Linked DNA regions of Mus musculus: region 1 is linked to region 2. Evidence: chromatin contacts called from public promoter capture Hi-C data. All regions are on one chromosome and are shown on one strand. Each heading gives the region's core, a stretch centred on a gene start, on an enhancer-like site or on the middle of the called end of the contact. The rest is flanking DNA. Distances are from core to core; before and after follow the strand shown.

Region 1 (7,463 bases), core at 3,014-5,513, 470 kb after region 2:
CTGGGGACCCCGGAGCTACCTTGCTAAAGCCACCAGGGTTATTGGAGAGAGGGATGAGGGAAGAGGTTCCCAACACTGACCAGAGTGCGCAGTGGATCTTGATGGAGCAGAGACTCTCTGTGGTTTAAGAGCTTTATTATAAAAATGCAGGGAGCGAGAGAGAAGGTAGAAAGAGAGGGAGGGAGGGAGGGGGAGAGAGAGAGAGGGGAGAGAGAGAGAGAGTAAGAGGGAAAGAGGAGAGGAGAAGACAGAGAAAGAGAGGAGAGAAGACAAAGGGAGAGGAGAGAGGGGGAGAGAGTGAGGAGTAAGAGGGAGACAAGAGAGCGAGAAGTAAGAGAGCGAGGTGGGGCTGAACAGCCCTTTTTATGGTCTTTACTATTGCTAGGTAACTGGGGAGGAGTTTAGCCTGAAGGTCAGAAGCTTGGGCCATTGCCTACGTGGCTACTGACCATGCTTCTCTTGTGGGGGATGGGGGGATGGTAACTTAGGCAGGGGCCAGAGTTCCAGGAGCATGAGGGAACTCCTACTGGGTCATGAAGGTGAATTATCACCTCCAGGGTTCAGACCTCAGCTCAACTAGAAACCAGCCTACAATTCCCTACCCTTTGGACTCAGAAGTGACACTATGTCTAAGTCTGAGATCCCAGCAGAGCATCCTTAGAGGGGTCCTAGCTGCAGAGCAAGGGCCTCAGGCAGGCAGGTACTGTCAGACCCTCTGCTTTCCACGTGTGGTGCTGTCCCTGCTCACTGGTGCCCTCTGCTTCTTCTCCATAGCATATCACAACTCACCACCGGGGCTAAATTCCTCTCTGAGCAACAACTCTGCCTTGCCGCCCACCCAGACCCCGGAAATGCCCCAGCCCCGGCCCTTCCGCCTAGAGTCCCTTGACATCCCCTTCTCCAAAGCCAAGCGTAAAAAAAGCAAAAACAGCTTCGGTGGTGAGCCTCTGTGATCCAGCTGCCTGCTGCTATCTGCTTTCAAGAAACTTCCGAGTCCTCTCTGCAAAGCCCCAACCAGGCCTCTTCTCTCCTACTCCACAGTGTCCCCAAGCCCAAGGGGATCTTAGCCCTGGGAAGACACGTTCCCTTCCCTATTCCCTAGAGAACTCCCTTTGGCCCAGGGCCTGAGCTTTGTGGAAGTTGGACTACACTTCTCAGAGAGAGGCCTGCTCCAGCTATTCACAGGAGCCAATGTCCCTACTGACTTGCCTGCCACTGAGCCTACACTAGCCAGTGTGGGTCTACCTCCACGGGCTCAGATGCCCACCGATCTCCCCAGGCATTCTCATACAGAGCACAGAAGCTGCCAACCACACGGACAAAACTCAACATCTTGGTGACTTAAGATTTGGGCCTCTGTGATTGGCCCCTTCCAAGGGAACCTGTGACACACAGTGGACCTGGAGACAGCTGCTGTGCCTAGCCTACCCTTGGCTGGACAGCAGTCCAGAGAAGGTGATTTACAGAAAGCTGCCCAATAAACTGCCTTTTGGAATAAGCGCCCTTTCCCAACCCTCTGATGCTTCCTGGGGCCTGCCCTGCCATCCTGTAGAGAGACTGGGTCACTGCTTGCAGCAGCTCTAGAGGTTCTGTCACCAGCACAAGTGACTATACAAGCAGAACCATGCCTTGCTGAGGCAGAAATGGCCTGGTTTGTAGTGTGTGTATTTGTGTCCATGTATGTATGTATGTATGTATGTATGTATGTATGTATGTATTCATGTGTATGTGTGCATGTGTGTAGATCAGAAGGCAACCTCAGGTATCTTTTCTCAAGGACTCTGCCAATCGAGCTCTCTCTCCAGCTTCTGTGTGTGTGTATGTATATGTATGCACGTGTGTGTGTGTGTATATATATATATATATATATATGTGTGTGTGTGTGTGTGTATATGTACACGTGTGTGTATGTGTATATATATGTGTGTGTGTATATGTATATGTACACGTGTGTGTGTATGTATATGTACGCACGTGTGTGTGTGTGTATATAAATATTTTTTATGGGGGCACATGTGCTATGGTATGCATGTGGAGGTTGGATGGTGACCTGTGGAAGTCAGTTTCTTCCCTCTGCCATGTGGCCCCAGGGATTGAATCTATGTCATTAGGCTTGGCAGCAAGTGTCTCCAGCCACCAAGTACCTCCCCAAACCACCCAAGCACACTCCCCCCCTTTATTGTGTGTGCCTAAGTTGGGGACATGTGTCGTGATGCTTGGACGGAGAGGAGAGAGGCCAGCTTCCAGGATGGCTTCTCTCCATCCACGGTGGCTTCCGGGGATTGAGCTCAGGTTTGTGCAGCAGGTGTGGTTACTGCTGTCCTGCCAGGCTTCAGGGACCCGAACTGGAACTGTGTCCTGACATAGCCAGAAATGAATCCAGGTTGCCATGACAGCCCTCCCCTCTGTATTCCAGCATGACCTCGGTGGGCCCACAGTCAAGGGAGCTGACAGTTCCTCACCACCTCGATAAACGAGAGCTGCACCCACTTCGTGGTATTCTGTGAAGGGTTAGAGTATGTGCTAGCTCTGTACTGAGCTACTCTGCCCTCCTCCTTATACCAGAGACTTTGGTAGGCCTTACTTACTCTTGGGCCAAGGAGTTTTCACTGAAGCAGCCAGGGTACAGGGTCAGACTACCAAAGGCCACTGCAGTAGCACCAGTCAGGGGAGGTTGCTCAGGTTTCTGAGGGAATAAAGCCCCACCCACCACCATGGAAAAGCAAAGATACAGATCTCAGGTGGGAGTCCTGGGGAGGGCGGGCACCTGTGGAGGGAGCTGAAAGGGCAACAGGTGCAGATGGGCAACTCAAGGGTGTGTGCGAAGGTTGGCAGTACTCAGAGCAGAGAGCAGAGGCGGTTGAAGCTATAGGGAGAGGTGTAGGTGGGTACCTTGAAAGGGTGTCCTAACAATGGCACATCCCTAAAGTCAGTGTCACTGAGTGGTGTGGTTGGGCTTCAGAGAAGTTTAGGAACGATAATTATTATATGGAGACGGTCACATCCAGCTGGCCTGGGACTTGCATGTAGCTGAGGACAACTTTGCACTAATTATCCTGATGTTTGTATCTCGAGTGCTGAGGTTACAGCTGCCAGCTGCCATGCCTAGTTTTCTATGATACTGGGCATCAAACCCAGGCCTTCCTGCAATCTAGATAATGCATGCATCTTACCCACTGAAGTACACATCCCTAGACCTCTACGTTTTATTTCTGTCCTGAATCTTGGGTTGGTGTGTGTGTGTGTGTGTCAGAAGACAACTTGCAGAAGGCCGTTCTCTCCTTCCACCGTCTGGGGCCCAGGGATTGAACTCACGACGTCAGTCTTGGTGGCAAACAAGCACCTTTATCAGCTGAACCATCTTGCTGGCACCCCATGTTGGCTTATAGACAATTCCGCTAGGCACCACGCAGCAGCTTGGGTAGCCGCCAGCCAGGTGCGAGCCAGGCGTGTAAGGACTCCTCTCGGCTAACCTGCCTCTCTCCCTATCTCCTATTCTCTCCTCTCTCCCCCCAGATGTTCTCAGCTGGCCTCTTCTCTACCATTCTCTGTTCCCCTTTTCGGTCTCTACCCCGTCCCAAGTCCCCTTCCCTTCCACCGACGATAAATCGTCTTTACACTAGGTCTGTCGCGTGGCTTGATTGTTCAGGGGATCACCTTGGCCGGCCAGCCAAGTTGCTCCCTCCCGCCGCATTATACCAGCTCTCAATATGTGACCCCAGCAGGCCTGGACTCACTATGTGGACCAGGCTGGCCTCGAAGTCACAAAGATCTGCCTCTGCCTCCCACTCGAGTGCTGAAATTAAAAGCACGAGCCACCAATCCTGGTTGTGAAGAGCCTTTTGATCACTAACCTTCTCCTTGGCCATCCACCCTGTTTCGGGCCTGGCCAGAGCCTATTTCCCCACCTCATTGCTCTCAAGAGATAAGGGCCTGCTTCCGAGCCCGTTAGACTAGCGACAGGCGAGGAATTCACCCCTATCTGGTCCTGGTAATGACAACTGCGTCCTGGGGGAAAAGGGGCGGCTGCCTAGGAAACGGAAAATCTGGAGACGCTAGAGGAGAGTTTGAGAGATGTGGCGGGAGCTAGCCTGGGCGGAGGCAAAGGGCGCCCGGCTTTGTTGATTGGCAGCAGCTACGGAGCTGTCTCTCTTGGATTGGCCCTTTTCCATGGGGGAGGCGGAGCCTCAAGTGCGTTTCGCCAATAAGGTACAGAGACTCGGCCTCCGGAGGGCCACTTCCGGTGGCGTTCCCTGCTTCTTGGTCCGTCCCCGCAGCGGCGTGGGCCGCGGGGCCACGGAGTACCCGGACCGCTTCCAAGTGGTACTCCGCCGCTGCGAGCGGCCATTGGGCGGCCGCGAGGGACGCTTCCGGTGCCCAGGTGCTGGCCTGGGCTGCTGGGAGATGAAGATGGATCCCCGCCTCGCCGTCCGCGCCTGGCCCCTCTGCGGGCTGCTGCTGGCCGTGCTCGGCTGCGTCTGCGCCAGCGGCCCCCGCACCCTCGTGCTGCTGGACAACCTGAACGTGCGGGACACGCACTCGCTGTTCTTCCGCAGCCTGAAGGGTGAGCGCCGAGCAGAGCCGAGGGAATGGCCCGGGTTGGGGCGGAGACGGCAGCCCCCTCCGAGGGCTGCAGCAGGGATTCCTCTCCTGACCGGGTTCCGGGTTTCTTTCCTCCAGACCGGGGCTTTGAGCTCACCTTCAAGACCGCAGATGACCCCAGCTTGTCCCTCATTAAGTACGGGGAGTTCCTCTATGACAACCTTATCATCTTTTCCCCGTCGGTGGAAGGTAAGGGCGCGCGTCGCCCCTCGAAATGGGATTGGGGGGGCTCAGGAGACGGCTGTCTTCTTGTTCCTGGGCATGTTCTGGGTCTTGGGGTGAGTTTCGAAGTATAGTAGAGGAAAATGTTAATTGCAGCTTGGGCCTCGGAGATTTCATCCGTCAAAAAGATACAGCTAAGGATAGAGTGCCAAATGTCACCCGTAGACATTTCGCTTCTGGAGAAGGGGGTTTTCTCTAACAAGGGTCCTGATAAAGAAACTCTTGATTTGACTTGCTTGTGTACAAAGATTTGTCACATTATTAACATGGATTGCTGTAAAAAGTCATTCTGCAGGTCATAAGAATACAAATAGATACATACCCATCAACCCTTAAGGCCTGATGGATGTGTTTTGGCTGACCAACACAAGGCTAGTTGGTATTGGGGGTGGTGGGAAATATGCATGTATGTGAGGTTGTGCACACTTCTGTGGACGTGTAGAATCGGGTCACCTACTCTGTCACACTCCTCACTCCCTTAAGCCAGGGTCTCTCACTGAACCTGAAGCTTGCCATTTTGACTAAGCAGGCTGGACAGTGAGCTCTCAGATCAGTCTCTGCCTCCTGATGCTTGGGTAATAGGCACCGCTTGTCATTCCCAGCCCTTACTGGAGACTTGAACCCAGTGACCGACCTGTGGCTGCCTGCTAAGCCATCTCACCAGCCCTCAGAGACTACTGAATGGAGTGAAGATCTGTAACTTACACTTAACTATTTCTGTCTTACAAGGCAGTTGAGTCCACCACTAGACATTTCTGTTAAGATCTACTGAGCTGAACTTTGTCTCTCTCTTCCATGTGTATATTTGGAGAAGTGTTCTTAACTCCCTTGGGCCTGTGAGTCTGGTGTCCCCAACCGAGAATAGATGACATGAGAGTCTCATATTTTTATCTTGCTGAGATGCTTGCCCTTCCCATAGCTTTAGCCACTTCCTATGTATTTTCACTAACTAGCTATCTCCAGTTCCTTTGGCAATTTTCTTTTCTTTTCTTTTCTTTTCTTTTCATTCATTCATTCATTTTTTTTTTTTTTTCAAGACAGGGTTCCTCTGTATAGCCCTGGCTGTCCTGGAACTCACTTTGTAGACCAGGCTGGCCTCGAACTCAGAAATCCACCTGCCTCTGCCTCCCAAGTGCTGGGATTAAAGGCGTGCGCCACCACCTCCTGGCTCTTTTTGCTTTTTTAAACACTTTAAAAAATATATAACTTAGTTGTTTTTGCTTTACATATATTGGTGTTTTGAATGCATGTATGTCTGTGTGAGGGTGTTGGATCTCCTGGAACAGGAGTTACAGACGTGCTAGGAATTGAAACCAGGTCCTCTGGAAGAGCAGCCAGTCCTCTTAACCACTGAGCCATCTGTCCAGCCTGACAATTTCTTATGTGTGTGTGTGTGTGTGTGTGTTTGTTTGTTTGTTTTGCATGGATATTTGGCCAGCATGTATGTCCCACCATGTTTATGCCTGATGCTTTCAGAGGCCAGAAGAGGGTGGTGGATCCCTTTGGACTGGAATTGCAGACAGTTGTGAGCTGCTGTGTGGGTGCTGGGAATTGAACCCTGGTCCTCTGGAAGAGCAGCCTGCGTGCTTAGTCACTGAGCCGTCTCTCCAGCCCTGGCCGTTTCTTTTGCTTTTTTGGTGAATGTGCTAGGTAGTTTTTCCGTTTCATCTTTGGCCCAGGCTGTCCCTGTCTGGGGTAAGATGTCCCTGCCATTCTCTACTTCAGTTAAACACGGATGGCCTTTTGTTTCCCCTGGCAGCTACTTTGTATTCTGTAGTTCACACAAGAGTGGGTTCTGCCAGCTGTCTAAAGTGCCAGTCCCCCCAGCCCCACCCCCGGCTCCTGCTGTCTCCCTTTAGGTCCCATGGAAAGCCCCTCCCCTGGTGCCCCAGCACCTACTCCTGGTTTAGGATGCTTTCACAGCCTGGCACAGTGCCTTCTGACCTACATGCTACCTGTACCCAGCTCCACCTTGGGACCAAGGAAGTCATGTTGTTCTCCAGCTCAGAATGCTCCATCCAGTGCCTTCCACCAGTCCCAGCCTTCCAATAACTGGCTACCTCACCTCACTCCTGGCCTCCTGTCCAGCCCCGTAGCTCACCCTACCTGGCAGACTTGACACTGCCGTTGTTCACTCTGCCTGTGTGCTCTTCCACCACGCTGCTGCCCGGCTAACCCTTCCATCTTTGCATGTGTCACTGGACAATGGCTCTCCTCACTAACACAGTGTCTCCCTTCCCTCATTTTCCCTTTCATTGTTCCCAGCCCATAGGAAATACTTAGCAAGGAAGTGGACTTAGGTTAAACACCAGACTCACTGTGGAGAGAACCCTAGGGCTCAGCAAGCCACACCTGGTGCTGGTGGCAGCAGTGGTCAGTCACTAAGTGAACTGGACAGAGCCTCAGCGGTCAAATGCTGGGGGCCAGCAAGCCATTTGGGTGATGTTTAAAGCACTGAATGGTTGTGCTGTGGATAATGGGAACAAGGAAGCCGTTAGTGTTAGGCCAGTGAGCCTTACGATCAAGTGAGTGTCGTCTGTGTATTCTGTGGTACTTCCTCAAACAGCTTAGGTGGAGCGACATTGATAGACTACTGGAGGGTGGCCCAGGCATGGTGCCAGCGATGGCGAAGGCGCATC
Region 2 (7,001 bases), core at 4,168-6,667:
AACAGTATTAGAAGCCAGGATCTCAGTCCTTCTCGGTGGCAGGAACTAGGGAGCCCGAATCCACTGTTGTCATCCTGCCTGGGCACCAGCCTCTCAGGCCAGGCTTCGGGGCTCTCTACTGCAGTGCTAACTCTCTTTAAAAATGCCCACTGACAACTTTAAAACTAGATTTTTCTGGAAATGAATTTAAAAAGAGAAGAGGCTAGTTAGTTCCTGGGCACTTCACTGTTTTCTTTTCTTTAATGTATTATAGTTGGTTGGTCTGCCATGGAAAAGCCTTTATAAATGGGTCTTTGATCTGGTAATTATCAGATCGTTTTTTCGGTGTGGGTAACTACGGATTATATCCGTAGGTAATGACCATTTTGCCTCTTATTTTCCCACCCTTACATTTCTTCATAACGTCAGCAAGAGCCCAAGAGTAAAGTGAATTAGTAACTACAATGTTGGGCATCCTCCGGCTGTTCCTGGTCTCCTTTGAGAATTTATTTTTGACTGGGTGGTAGTGGGGCACACCTTTAATCCTGGCAGTTGTGAGGCAGAGGCAGACAGATATCATGAATTTGAGGCTAACCTGGTCTACAGAGCAAGTTCCAGGACAGACAGCACTACATAAAGAAACCTTGTCTTGAAAAACAAAAAGTATATATTTTGGGGGATCTGGGCATAGAAATGCCTGCCTGCAGTCTCAGCCTTGAGAAGACACATGAGGGAGAATTACTAAAAGTTCAAGGCCAGCCTGGTCTACATAGGTAATTTTGGGACACCCATGGCTTCATAGTCAGACCCTATCAGTAATAATAATAATATATACATATATAATATATTATTAATGAGATATATACATAATGAGACCCTCTGAAGAAAAACCAAACGAAAGAAGCTATTCAGGCTATAGGTAAGGTTCAGCCCCATCTAGCATGCACAAGGCCCTGGATTTGATACCAAATACTCCAAATATGCATTTTTAATGAGCTGTAGAGATGGCTAAGCAGTTAAGAGCACTAGCTATTCTTGTAGAGGACCTGGGTTCAATTCCTAGCATCCACAGGGTGGTTTATAACCACCTTCATCTCTAGTTCTAGGGGAATCTGACCCCTTTCCATCTCAAACATACGGTTCTTATACATACATGACACAAAACACTCATATACATTAAAAAATTTAAAAACATATATGTTTTCCTTAAATTCTGGCTATGCATCTTATACCAATTTTTATATCTCTTTTCTTTTCTTTCTTTTTCTTTTCTCTTCTTTTTAAATTTTATTTATTTATTTTTTATTTTTGGTGGTGGTGGTGGTTCTTTGTTTTTCAAGACAGGGACTCACCTTGTAGCCCTGGCTGGCTTGGAACTCACAGAGATCCACCTGCCTCTGCTTTCCAAGTGTTTGAGATTAACCGTGTGCACCACAATGCCTCCCTGCCCTTAATCACACTCTTTGGGGGGGGGGGGGCGGGGTGTAGGAGGCAGAGTTTCTCTGTGCAGCCCTGACTATCCTGGAAGTAGTTCTGTAAACCAGGTTGGCCTTGATCTCACAAAGATCCACCGGCTTTTGGCTCCAGAGTGCTCTGATTGAAGGCATGCACCGTGACAGCCTGGCTTTAATCATACTTTAAAAAACAAACAAACAAACAAACCTTCAAAAAAAAAAAACCCTTACGTGTGTGTGTGTGTGTGTGTGTGTGTGTGTGTACACCACAATGTCCACAAGGAAGTCAGATGGAAACTTGGGGGAGTCAGTTTCTTCCATCATATTGGTCTGAGGAACTGATATCGGACTGCCAGGTTTGGCAATGAGCACCCCGGCTTAACCACCTCAGTGACCTTAATAATGTAAAAACATCTTTAGATTTATTTTATCTTATGTATATGAATGTTTTGACCGAGTGTATGTCTGCTCCATGTGCCTGCCTGGAAGAGAACATGGGATTCACTGGAACCCGAGTTACAGATGGGTCTGAGCCGCCATGTGGGTGCTGGGACTTGAACCCAGGTCCTCTGCAAGAGAAGCCAGTGCTCTAACCACTGAGCCACGTGTCCAACCCCGTTATAAGTTTTGGTAATTTTCCCACCCCCTACTCCCTCCTGGTTTACTAAAGATTTTGGAAACTGCAAATGGGTGTGACTTTCCGAACAGCTTTCTTCTGAGCATGCGCCTGCGCGGAGACTGTCTCATGGTTTTTCTCCTGTAGCCTGTTGATTAACATGAGAACTTAGTGGCTGCATTTTCTGAAGGTTAATTTTCCTTCTTTATCCAGGATAAGCCCCAGTTGGTGGCGCTTTAAAATAAAATAAACATAGGATTGAGCTAAGTGCCATCTTTGCCGCTGTTTCTCATATTTGTGTTCCAAGGGAGAAGAGCTTTTAATTGCCTTCCCTCAAGTTTGTTTTCAGTTTCGAAATTACCCTGTCGTATTAAAGACATTAACTATATCCTCTTTATTCTGAACCCCTTGCTTTAGAATTGAGACGTGGGATTTTATAAGCTCCCAAGGGGGCGTGGCAACAGTTTCTGTCCTGAAAACTCTCCCCCTGAAGGTGTCCCGAGCCTGGATGTTCCAGGCTGTGGGAGCGCCGGCCACCGCTAACTATACCTGATGATGCCCGTCAGGGCAGAGACCAGCTGCAGCTTCAATCCAGTCTCGCCGAGCTACAAGGGAGCTGGGTCTTGGTTTCCTCCTCCGCAAAACGTGGCGTTGGGTACAAGAATGTGGGGAGCTCTTCCAGCCCTGGCAATTGTGGGCCTCAAATGCTTCAGGGCCACCTCGTATGCTGCCACTGCTGTGGGTCTGCAAGCTCAGCGAGACGGGAAGAAGAGACACCAAGGGGGCCAAGTGTGATGGGCCCTTGTCCCCACCCCAGGGTCTCCCCGGCCCTCCACAGGCCCTATGCTACAGGTGCGGCTCTGGGTCTCTTGGAAGCTCCCAGTTCTCCTTTCCACACCCCATTTCCTCTTCTGCCCCGCCCCCTCCTCTGTGCCCCTGTGACTCCCTGATGTCAACTCTAACCCCCCAGTTCAGGTAGCCCTGCCAGCCTGTTTCATTCCCTAGCCCCTCCCACACAGATCAGCCTAGACTCTGTCCGCTCCTTTCTCCTCCCTAGCGGTTACATTCTTAAATCGAGCTGTTTCTTCGTCCACTTCCGCTACAGAGCCCCTGAACTCAAGTGTGGTACTTATTTCCCTTCTGGCTCATGAGCCACACAGATCAGCCTAGTGGCAGCTTCAGTCTTGTCCCCTGCATTGCTCTCTGGGTACCACAGCGCAAGGCTGCTCCGGTGTTCCTGTGTAGGTATCTGCTGCCCCTGCTGGTCAGTTTGTTATAAACACAGACAGCTTTCCAGGTCACCCTTCCCAACATTCAACATGGGGACGGGGTGGGAGGAGGGAGGCGTTGACAGCCAGACCAGACCAGATCCAGGAACCAGAAACTGTAATGAGTGGGGTTGTGTTTGTCCCCTTTTTTATAGGTTGGAAACTAAGATCTTAAGATAAAGTCATTTCATCAAGGGATAGAGCTAGACAAAATAAAATAAAATAAAATAAAATAAAATAAAATAAAATAAAATAAAAACCAGAGCATTTAGGACCAAAGCCAGTGCCTGTAGACATAATTACTCAGGAATTTGAAGCTGGAGGATGGCTTGAGCCAGAAGGACATAGATAGATAGATAGATAGATAGATAGATAGATAGATAGATAGATAGATAGACAGACAGATGACTGATAGATAACCCAGCTTTGCTTGGAGTTCAGAACCGCCTGCAGCTCCTTAGAAACTTTCCACTCTCCCAGAACTCTACTCCCAAGCATGGCATGCCTGTTCTTCTCTACTCTCAATGCGACACCTTCAGACTGTCCACACAGCACAGAAGGCTCTCTGCATTAGCATTAGCATCCTGCCGTAACGTCCCTTCCTGAGACAGCTGTGGTGGCAACCCACCTACAATCCCAGCACTTGGAAGTTAGAGGTGGCAAGCCATCACAGCACTTGGAAGGTGGAGGCAGAAGGATCAAAAGTTCAAGGTCATCTTTAACTACACAGCAAATCGAGCATCAGCCTCCGCAGCCCATCCTTCTACCCAGCCATTCCCCCATACCCTCTCCTACACACACAGTCTACCCCACACCCAACCCAAGCCCTCGCAAGTAGCTCATCTCAGGGGGTGGGGGGGGGTGGGAGGGGAAAGCAAAAGAGAAGAGCCTCCCTTGACCTGACCCAAACTGGAGCTGCCTGCCTATTTCCTTAGGAAGAAAGTCCTTAAGGGAAAGGGGGCAGGGAATGTAACTCATGCTGTAGCTCTTGTTGGTAGACACTTGTCTCGTGTGCACACATCCCGGAACTATAAGCTCACCATGGTGGGCTTATCTATCACCTATCTATCTGTCTATCTGTCTATCTTTCTATCTGTCTATCTATCTGTCTGTCTGTTTATCCATCTATCTATCTATCTATCTATCTATCTATCTATCTATCTATCTATCTATCTATCTATCATCTATCTATCTATCTAATCTACCATCTATCTATCATCTACCTATTATTTATCTACTTATCTATCATTTACCTATCATTTATCTACTTATCTAGCATCTATCTATAATCTATCATCTATCCATCTATCATCTACCTGTCATCTACCTACCTGTCATCTATCTATCTATCTATCTATCTATCTATCTATCTATCTATCTATCATCTACCTACCTATCATCTCTCTATCATTTGTCTGTCTCTGTCTGTCTGTCTATTACCTACCTATAACTACACACTGTAATCTCAGCACTCCAGAAACAGAGGCAGGAGGATCAGAAGTTCAAGATCACCCTCAGCTACACATGGAATTCAGTGTCAACCTGGACTACATGAGACTCTGTCTTATACTGGGGTGGGGGTGGGGGTGGAGGTGGGGAGGGATCCTGGGAATATGGGTCCATAGTAGAGTACTGACCCTGAGTTTGGCACCTGATGCCAATAATAAATAAACAAACAAACAAACAAACAAGCAAGCTTTGGGGAGGACTGCCCGTTTGTTTTCTTCTCCTTCAGCACGGGCTATTCTGGATTTTGTCCCATGCTTGCCAAGTCACGCTGACCGGATGTTCCCTAAGCCAGCAGCCCATGTCCTGCTGACTCAGTACACTTGACCTCTTGCTTGGCAGCCCTCAGCACCCGGGGATGAGAGTTCTGTCCTCTGTGGTCAGAGCTCCTCCTGGTTTTGTTTCCTCCCGTTTCTACTTCTCAGTCTCCTCTGCAGATCGCTGACACTCCCCAGCCCCGTCTCAGACCCTCCCCTCCATCCTGTTCTCTCCTAGGGTGTCCACAGAAGGACTAGCAGCCCTCCCATGCACGCCACCTCTGTGGGGTACCTCCGTTGCAGGGGGTGTGTTACTGGTTTACAGCAAGGTCCTCAAGGTGGCGCAGCCTACCTGTCTATCCTGCAGAGATGTGGAGGCCTTACTCTGACTTAGCCTTTCCTCTGATCCTAAGAGGGACATCCAGCTGCTTGCACTTCTCTCCTTAAATGTGGGAAGCCACATGTGCCGTTGCAGAGTGGCACTGACTACTGCTGGCCACCACACATAAGTTTGGACAAACAACCAATGTGTACATATGCAGTAAAGTTTTTTGCAAAGACACTGCCTGGCCCGGGCATGATAACGAGGCTTTGAGAGTATAACCAATCAGATGTGAGACATGCAAATGAGGTATGATAATGAGGCTCTGTGAGGTACAGAGAGAGTAGCCAATCAGATGAGGAACATGCAAATGAGGCGTAGTGCATAACCAATCCGGGTGTGAGACACGCCTCTCCTAGGCCTATATAAGCAGCACCAGTTCTGGGCTCGGGGTCTCTTCGCCTCTGCAATCAAGCTCTCCCAATAAACGTGTGCAGAAGGATCCTGTTGCAGCGTCGTTACTGCTGGCCAGTCCGGCGTGCCCAAGACTTAAACACATCTCACTCTCAGCCTGTCAGCTCAGATCTCCCCAGTCTGATACTCTAACACACTGCTCCATCCACAAACCCAGAGCTCATCAGGAAAACCTCCCTCTCCCTTGCCCTTATCCATCCACCCATCCATACCATGGTCTGCCCATGCCCACCTGTCTCACCCAAGCCTCCCCTGTACAGCCTCAATAGCAGCCCTGGGCAACCTGGCATGTTGCAGTAAATTAATTAAACTGTTGGCTCCTGGTGAGTCACTCGCACACTGCACTCACCCAAGAGCTCTCTGGATTTATGAATGAAGCACACACACACACACACACACCAGTTAATTTTGATATACCTTGACTAGCTCAATGGTTGAGCACTTCTAAATCTCCCCGTTGGCTTGACACCTTCTAAATCTATATTTTACCTTTTCTTCCCTGTTACCTTCTGGGCAGCAACTCCATAGGGCTGCATTCCCTTTCCACCTACATTGCTGGATGGTTTCTCTCCTGCAGCTCTTAAATCTGATCCCACAGCAATTCTCTCTTCTTCCCCTCTCTCTTGGTCCCTTGCCCGCACAATCTAAGATTCCCACTCTGTCTCTTTGCCCAGCTGTTGTCTGAATGGCAATTCTTTATTAGAACCAGCTGAGGGTAGGGACGCTCAGGTCTGCATGGCAGCTGATCCCCAACACTGCCACTGTCTCCAACTGTCCTCATTCAGTATGCTCACCACACAGCATCCGATGGATGCATGTGACTGTGACACATGGCAGCTATTTTTCTTCTGGATCAAGGTCTAAATCCTCAGTGCAGCCTGCAAGGCCACATACTCTGGCCCCTGACGCTTCTCTTGCCTCTTAGGCACTCCAGCACCATGGCCAGATCCACAACCTCCCTACTGCCCCACAACTTCTACTTCTACTGGATGCCAGGACCACCCTCTTCCCCTCCCTTCACCCAGTTAGCTCCTAACTGTCATGGCTCACCTCCAGGACTCCCTTGCCAGGGAGGCGCCACCTGATGATCCCGAGGCCAGGCCAACCATCTCAAGAAGCTTCGGT

The links. Promoter capture Hi-C pulls out the DNA fragments that hold promoters and counts their contacts.
Region 1: a contact with region 2 is called in a promoter capture Hi-C map of liver, with 3 times the contacts expected there. The contact joins the promoter of Ddost here to the enhancer-like site in region 2. A contact is called at or near these places in 2 of 39 promoter capture datasets (liver and neural stem cells), 13 of 484 Hi-C or Micro-C datasets (CD8 T cells, the N1E-115 cell line, adipose-derived mesenchymal stem cells and 8 more), 4 of 115 datasets of contacts at active chromatin or transcription factors (bone marrow-derived macrophages, embryonic stem cells, large pre-B cells and 1 more) and 1 of 9 other capture datasets (embryonic stem cells).

What each region holds. Positions count from the first base shown.
Region 1 is chr4:138,300,475-138,307,937 of GRCm38.p6, forward strand. Ddost (dolichyl-di-phosphooligosaccharide-protein glycotransferase) reads left to right here and starts at 4,264. Exons shown (of 11, transcript NM_007838.3): 1 at 4,264-4,564; 2 at 4,681-4,791. The coding sequence starts at 4,405. It overlaps Kif17 (kinesin family member 17), which reads left to right. Exons shown (of 15, transcript NM_010623.4): 15 at 775-1,499. The coding sequence ends at 953.
Region 2 is chr4:137,832,849-137,839,849 of GRCm38.p6, forward strand. No RefSeq gene overlaps it. Among named protein-coding and RNA genes, the nearest start is that of Gm32079, 25 kb to the left of the region's middle. Within about 2 kb of position 5,418, at least 35 of the 459 cell types and tissues checked have an H3K27ac peak or open chromatin away from gene starts, as enhancers often do. A contact at or near this core is called in liver, where this site is marked.